2 separate regions of the Sus scrofa genome follow, and region 1 is linked to region 2. The links are chromatin contacts, called in public promoter capture Hi-C maps. All regions are on one chromosome and are shown on one strand. Each heading gives the region's core, a stretch centred on a gene start, on an enhancer-like site or on the middle of the called end of the contact. The rest is flanking DNA. Distances are from core to core; before and after follow the strand shown.

What was found. Promoter capture Hi-C pulls out the DNA fragments that hold promoters and counts their contacts.
Region 1: a promoter capture Hi-C map of fetal skeletal muscle shows a contact between it and region 2, with 6 times the contacts expected there. The contact joins the enhancer-like site here to the promoter of TAOK3 in region 2. A contact is called at or near these places in 4 of 5 promoter capture datasets (fetal liver, fetal skeletal muscle, liver and 1 more), 22 of 47 Hi-C or Micro-C datasets (adipocytes, alveolar macrophages, embryonic fibroblasts and 13 more) and 2 of 2 datasets of contacts at active chromatin or transcription factors (alveolar macrophages and skeletal muscle).

What each region holds. Positions count from the first base shown.
Region 1 is chr14:34,742,534-34,745,960 of Sscrofa11.1, forward strand. The region is part of intron 1 of KSR2 (kinase suppressor of Ras 2); the gene reads left to right. Among named protein-coding and RNA genes, the nearest start is that of KSR2, 69 kb to the left of the region's middle. Within about 2 kb of position 1,333, at least 26 of the 83 cell types and tissues checked have an H3K27ac peak or open chromatin away from gene starts, as enhancers often do. A contact at or near this core is called in fetal skeletal muscle and undifferentiated spermatogonia, where this site is marked.
Region 2 is chr14:34,320,632-34,324,332 of Sscrofa11.1, forward strand. TAOK3 (serine/threonine-protein kinase TAO3) reads left to right here and starts at 1,385. Exons shown (of 21, transcript XM_001924400.7): 1 at 1,385-1,699.

The DNA.
Region 1 (3,427 bases), core at 83-2,582, 420 kb after region 2:
CTGGGACCGAAGGCAAGTTACATCATCACTCTGTGCCTCCATTTTCTCATCTCAAAAATGGGAATAAGGAGTTCCTTTCGTGGTGCAGCAGAAACAAATCCAACTAGGAACCATGAGGTTGCAGGTTTGACCCCTGGCCTTACTCAGTGGGTTAAGGATCCGGTGTTGCCGTGAGCTGTGGTGTAGGTTGCAGACGCAGCTCAGATTTGGCGTGGCTGTGGCTGTGGCACAGGCCAGCGGCTACAGCTCTGATTAGACTCCGAGCCTGGGAACCTCCATATTCGGCCCTAAAAAAGGACAAAAAAAAAAAAAAGTGACCAAAAAAAATGGGAATAAGACAGTTCTTAGCTCTTAGGGCACATAATGACAATCTAGTGACATTAAGGAAGTACTTAGTGTGGTGCCTGGCACATGGTAAATGCTCAATAAAACTTAGCTATGAAGATGATTATGAATGTATTATCGTGTAATATTTATTGATAGCATCCTTCTTAACTAAGCAGTAGGCACAGGGCTGGCAGGTAAAAAGTATCAACAGATGTCAGTTTTATTATTATAAATACATAATATATGCTATATAATATAAATATTGTTTAAAATTATGTATTATATATATATTAATACATATATTTTTTGGTCTTTTTAGGGCCATACCTTCAGCATATGGAGGTTCCTGGGCTAGGGGTTGAATCAGAGCTGCAGTTGCAGGCCTATACCACAGCCATGGCAACACTGGATAGGCGCCACATCTGCAACCTAGCTAGGATCTGCTAGCTCCTTGACCCAGTGATTGAAGCCAGAGATGGAACCCGTATCCTCATGGATGCTAGTCAGGTTCTTTACCTGCTGAGCCATAAGGTAACTCCTGAATTCTTATCTGTGATAGACCTATGACTATAATATATATTATACAGATACAGGCTACATATAATATGTACCATACAGTAGTATATAATAGATCAATATATAACATACTGTATCAATATAACATACTGTATATGTTATGTCATATATAGATATGTTTGAAATATATAGCAAAATGTATTGTTATGGCAAAAATATAAACATTATCATTATGTGAGGAAGTTACCAGTGGGGCTGGCATCTAAGTCAGTACTCATTAAATATATGAGCTCTTTTTTTTCTCTACTGTCTGTAATATTCATTAGCCATAAAAACGTAAAGAGAAGGAAAAGCTACCAGGAACACTGAAAGCTTTAACACAAAGCAGTGGGCGGTTTGGGGTAGAGCGAGCCGGCGCAGTAGGCAGCCCCAGGGCCAGCGCAGGACCGCTGGGTCCGGTTGGCTCCAGCGCGGAGATCCTGTTCTAACTGGGATGGGCTGGGGAGAGGAGGAAGGGAACGTCTCCCAGGCTGCCAGGCTTCAGCAGCGAATTTGCCTGCGGATGCAAATGGCCGGTTACTTGAGACGTGAGCGAGTCAAATAAATTCTCTCCGCTGTCAGCTGTCCCCCCCCACCCCAGCGGCGGGGATGTTATGACAATAGTCTCCCTGGCAACCGCGGGAAGGCGTCGGGCCGCTGAAGATTTCTTTACCCTCCACCACCGCCGCTGCTTCTGAGAACCTGGGAGCCTGGGCCGAAGAGCTGGTTCTGAACGTGGTGTGCCCGCTGGAAAAGGAGTTGGGTTATCTGGGCAGGGGCCTGATTCCCCCACCCCAGTGATGCTGGTTCATCGAAAGACCAAGAAATATGTCTTGCATGCTAGGCCCTGATCTGAACACTGGGGGAAAAGACAGGCAAAGCCCATGCTCTTTAGAGCTGACATTCTGATGGGTGTGTGATGATGATGATAGGGGGGGGCGTAACTATGGAAACCAATAAACAGGATAATTTGCGGGATAGCGATGAGTGCTCCCAAGGAAAAAAAACAGGGTGTTGTGCTGGTGACAGTGGAGGATGGTTGGGAAAGGATGACACTCCGGAGGATAGGAAAGTGCCATTTATGTCTAACGCCAGAGGGGAAGAACTCTAAGCTGTGGGAAGACGTGGGCCATTCGGTTTCAGGGCTTTGAGCTCTCTGCTACCAGCTGCTTCCTGCTAAAGAGAAGACAGCAGTGATATGGGGTGCTTGCTGAAGGCACCCTGAGGGGAACAGACGGCTCTGGAGCCTGTCTCTTCCTCCTGTGATTTTTAAGCCTCAGTTTCCACCTGTGTAAAATGGGCATTGCTATGAGGTTTACAGGAGAGCTGATTTCCATAAGGTCAGGAAGATCCCCAATCTGTACTGCACCCCTTTCCAGCTTCCATGGACTCTATTTTAGTGCTTTTTTTTTTTTATAAGTACCTAAAGTGGTGAAGGTTTTGGACCCCAGCAAACCAAACCTGAGGGGCTTTGCCGGTAGATCTCTCTCATGGTTCATCTTGGTTTAGATTCTGAGTGGAAAGTCCCCCGTTTTTACCTTAGAGATTTCAGACATAATTATTTATAGCTCTGTCACGTGCCCTGACTTTAAACTTTTTTTTTGTTTATGCTGCTAAATTTACCATCAAGCTAATACTGAGTACAGTAATAAGGCTTGAAGATGCTCAGATCCAGGAGGGAGGGTCTGAAGAAATTTTCCATCTGCGATGGAAAGTGCCAGGCTGCCCTCTGGTGTGGAGATGGAGAACTACAGCCTGCTCTCCAAGTCCTGTGATCCTTCTGACCCCAGGCCCAGGAAACCTTTTGTACCAGAGTGCAGGCGCTGATGGTGGGCTCAGCTTGCGAGTGCTATTCCATGGGCCCTGTGTTTCTTCCCTTGAAGATGGAATTTCTTTGAACTTTTTGCAGTTCAGCTCTGCATGGGCTTGAATAGAGGGTGACCTAAAAATAAATTAGGACACATGGGAAGGGTGAGGTCATGGTGAGGCCCCTTTCTAAGTGTTTCTCAACTTTGACCTCTAGATGGTATGAACTTTCTCCGCTTCAGCAAAGTGTTATGGGGAAGAGGGCTGGCAACTGGGCATCCTATCCTGAGTTCGAATCCTGACTCTCCTGCTGCTTTAGTGATGTGAACCTGGGCATAATTCCAAAGCCTCTGAGCCTCAGTTTCCCCATCTGTGGAATTAGTTAGTAACAGCTCAGCATCCACTTCAGCATTGTCACAGTGCTCTGCAAGGCAGTATCTTTAGAATCATTTTGGAAAATAATTTATTTAATGATGTAGGTGGATTAAGACCAATCCCTGAAAATTCCCCAAGTGGAGCTGTGCCTCTCACACTTTGTGTGGGGAAGGATCAGTTTTTTCCTTGCCTGGTACTTTGTAGCCAGTACAAGCTAGGATAAAAAATATCTTAGAAAAATGAAAGAGACCCCAAACGAAATATAAGCCTCTCTTGGGAACTATCAGATTCCACGGAAAATTACCCTGTCAAATAGCCATGACAGTGTCTAAATGCTCTCAATTTCTGTACTTCACTGGGCTGG
Region 2 (3,701 bases), core at 135-2,634:
ATCTGACAAGGCTTAGGAACAAACTGTGTTCCTGAAATGAAACGATTTCTTCACAAAATGCTAAATTCTCAAAGCCCCTAAGTTTTAGGGTTTGGGGTGAAGGCAGCAGTTTTCAGTTTCCAGTATTAGTTCAACATATGTTTCACAAAAATATAAAGTATGGCTCTGAATTAAAACATGCACTTTCACCCCTGGCAAGCACAATGTTTCAGTTTGGGTCAAGATGGGTCTCTGGTTATCACCAGTAGCACTTAGGTCAAAGTTCATTATACTTTGGCCATTAGTTACCGCAAAAATCATAAAATCATTTCACAGGGCCCTGAGAAAAAATATGTTGAAGAGGTTTGCTGAAGCCTCCCTGAAGGGTTCCCCTACCAAACAGTTCCTGTTCCTAGTTTTTTTTTTTTTTTTTTTTTTTAGGGCCACACCAGCAGCCTATGAAAGTTTCTGGGCTAGGGGTCCAATCGGAGCTACAGTTGCTGGCCTACACCACAGCCACAGCAATGCCAGATCCTAGCCGCATCTGTGAACCTACACTACAGCTCATGGCAATGCCAAATTCTTAGCCCACTGAGCAAGGCCAGGGATCAAACCCAAATTCTCATGGTTCCTAGTCGGGTTCATTAACTGTTGAGCCACGACGGAAACTCCCTTACTTGTAATTATTATCATAACCCTCAAACTGAGTATTTCTTAACTTTGGTCTTGTAACTATGAAAACGCTCCCTGACAGTGCTAAATGCCTAGTTGTGCATACTATGCATCTAGGAGGTAGATTTTTTTTTCCCATCAACATCATTATACTGATGTCTGCGGAATGCAATGTAAGGAAGTGTAACTCCCTTGCCAAAGATATAAAAGCGGTTAAATACAGGAAACGTTCACAAGTCCTGAGTGAATAATTGCTGTTATCGATTTACGGCAGAATTATTTAGAAAGCTGTGCCAGGTCTAACGGGGAAATCGGGACCGCCTTAAAGGCTCTCGCATGGTGGTCTCCCAGAGTCCCAAGGGGCCTTGGCCTCTGGGAGTCTCCCCAGAAAAATAAAGGCTCAGAGGGGAGTGCCATGAACTTTGACCCCAACACAGCGCAAACAAGGACGACCGCACCCGAGGCGGGCCAGTGGGTGAGTGAAGTTGCAAGGTCTTCCGCGTCTGAGGAAACCCCGCCCCTCCCGGTCCCGCCCACATTCAACTCCGCCAATCCTCAAGCACCATCGACAGCTCTGCTTCCAAGGCACCTCCAATCAAGTACCTATATCTGGCCCTAAGTCTGTGCCCCGCGATCAGGGAAGGTCAGTAGAGAGCCTATTGGAGCCTGGCTGGGGGCGTGGTCAGGGGCAGGGGGCGGGCGGACTTGGGACGGCGGGGCGGAGCGCGCTCGGCGCAGTCGGGTGCGATTGGCCATCCCTGGCAGGAGCCGCACCTCGGACAGCAGCAGCGGCTGCAGCGGGAGGGTCCGTGTGGCGCCCAGGGGCGGCGGCGGCGGCGGCGGCGGCGGCGGTGGGGTCCTGCGTGCAAGAGTGGCACCCGACGCGGAAACCGCGAGCGGAGGCTCTGCGCAGCCGGACCCGTAGCTTACCGACCGGACCTGGGGATCTTCCCGGGAACAAGCGGCAGAAGAGCGATTCGGGAACAAGTGTGGGAGAGGAAGCGGCGGCGGCGACGCCGGGCCCCGGGGTGGTGACAGCAGGTCTGAGGTGAGAGCACCGGGGCGCAGGGAGGTGACAGTGAGCCGGGGCGAAGGAACTCAGGGCGGAGTGGGGTCGGCGAGGGACCGAGTGAGGGAGTTTCGGCAGCGGGTTTGACAGTTCTGGCTGAGGAGTCTCGGAGAGGGGCCGCCCCGCGTTTCTGAGAGGAGGACCCTGAGAGGGCTTGGGACATCGGGTGTGGTGGAAGGGGACCCGAGAGAGGCCGGGACAGCGGACCAGAGGGGGGGCCCTGAGGGGAAATGGAACGATGGGTCTGAGGGGAGACCTCAAGAGGGACCGGAACAGTGCGTCTGAGGGGAGACCCCAAGAGGGACCGGGATAGAGAGACTCAAGGGAAGGGTCCCTGAAATGGGCCAGGACAGCGGGTCTGAGCCGCAAGGGGACCCCGAGAGGGCTTGAGGCAGCAGGTGTGATGGGGGACTCCGAGAGGGACTGGGGCAGTGGCTGTGACGTGAGGCGCACCCCGAGGGGGCTGGGACCCAGGTCTGAGTTGGGACCCGGGGGCTACCCGTGGAGGCGCGGCCCAGCCCCTCGTGGGTGACTATAGGGGCCTGGGTCCCGGTCGCGGCGCCAGGCGAGTCGGGGCAGCTGGCCGCCGCTCCCCGGGTGCAGTCAGCCGAGCTTCCTAAGGGCGGAGTGGGAGACTGGGGGCCGCCTGAGCCCCCGTGACTCTGTGGGAGACTCTGGGGAACGGGGATTATGTAATGAGCCGTCTCCTACTCTAACGCGCAGGCTGGAGGGTCGGGCCGAAGCATAGGAATCTTGGAAAGGGCTGGAGCGAGGGACCGCCGGACCTCTGCTCGCTGGCCCCCTGGCTTCGCGTTTGTTTCTCCGAGTTGGGCGTGGATGCCTTGAAAGTGAAGCTTCCTGACCTCGATAGCTTCATCAGAAAGTGAAAAGTTGGAAAGGGCTTCTTTAACTCTCCACAAACCAGTGGCAAGGGAAAGGGACCCTTTTGGAGATCCAGGTTTTGGACTGGTGAGGCTGTTTTGATAGACTCTTGTCTTTCTCACTTTCAACTAAGCAAGGAGCTGACAAACTTACTCAGGTTTGTCAGCACATCAGTATCAGTGTTTACGATGCAGACTTACAGGAACTGCATACTAAGTTTCACTGTTTATCTTCGTGTGTTGGAAAGACATTTGGAAGGTCAAACTAAATTTTGAAAAGAGGTATTGGAGTCGCTAAACTAACAGCATTTTCCAATTAGATTCTTCATCCTGAAAAGCCACCAGGACTGAGCTTTAGGCGTAATTCTGGGACAAGCTGAAAGAGAAAAGCCTATTTAAACCAGACACTTTATGCCCTGGTGGGAGGCAAGTGTGTGTCTATTAAAATGCTGAAACAAACAGTGGAAAGCAATGGGGGGTGGGAATTGGGGTGCAGCCTCCTACCTTGATGGATGTGAAAATTAATGACGGGGCTAGTTGTTCAGAGTATTTAGGATATGTTAATACCGCCCTGACTACCTTTCTAATATTCTCCTGAATGCACATGCTTTGTTATGGTTGTACTCTGCAGTTTGGCATTTGAATTTTTAACCTCTTTTTCTCTATTGGTGTGTTGCTTCTCCTCACCCCTTATCTTTGTGACGGGTTCTTTTTTCACGGAAGCAGACTTAGAAAATGATGGTTTGGGGAAAATACCAGGAGATGTAATTACTCTATCATTTTGTAGTTATTTAGATATCTTCTTTGTTTCAGGTTTATAATACTGTCTTATTAGAAGCCTTTGCCCATGTTCAGTAATGTGCAGCTTCCACTAAGGGGAAGAAAGAAATGTTGTATTATTTCCCAAAGACATAATGTAGAAGGCTTACATTGAACTGCCTATTTAAAACCCAAGACAAAAAATACTGAAGGCATCTTACATCAGGGTGATAATAAGTAGAGGGAATGTGTCATTTGAGGAATTTTATTTAATATTACCTGATACAGAACAGTTCTTATATGCTCTCAAGGAGTGTGGAGCTTGATGTGGTTATGAAAAT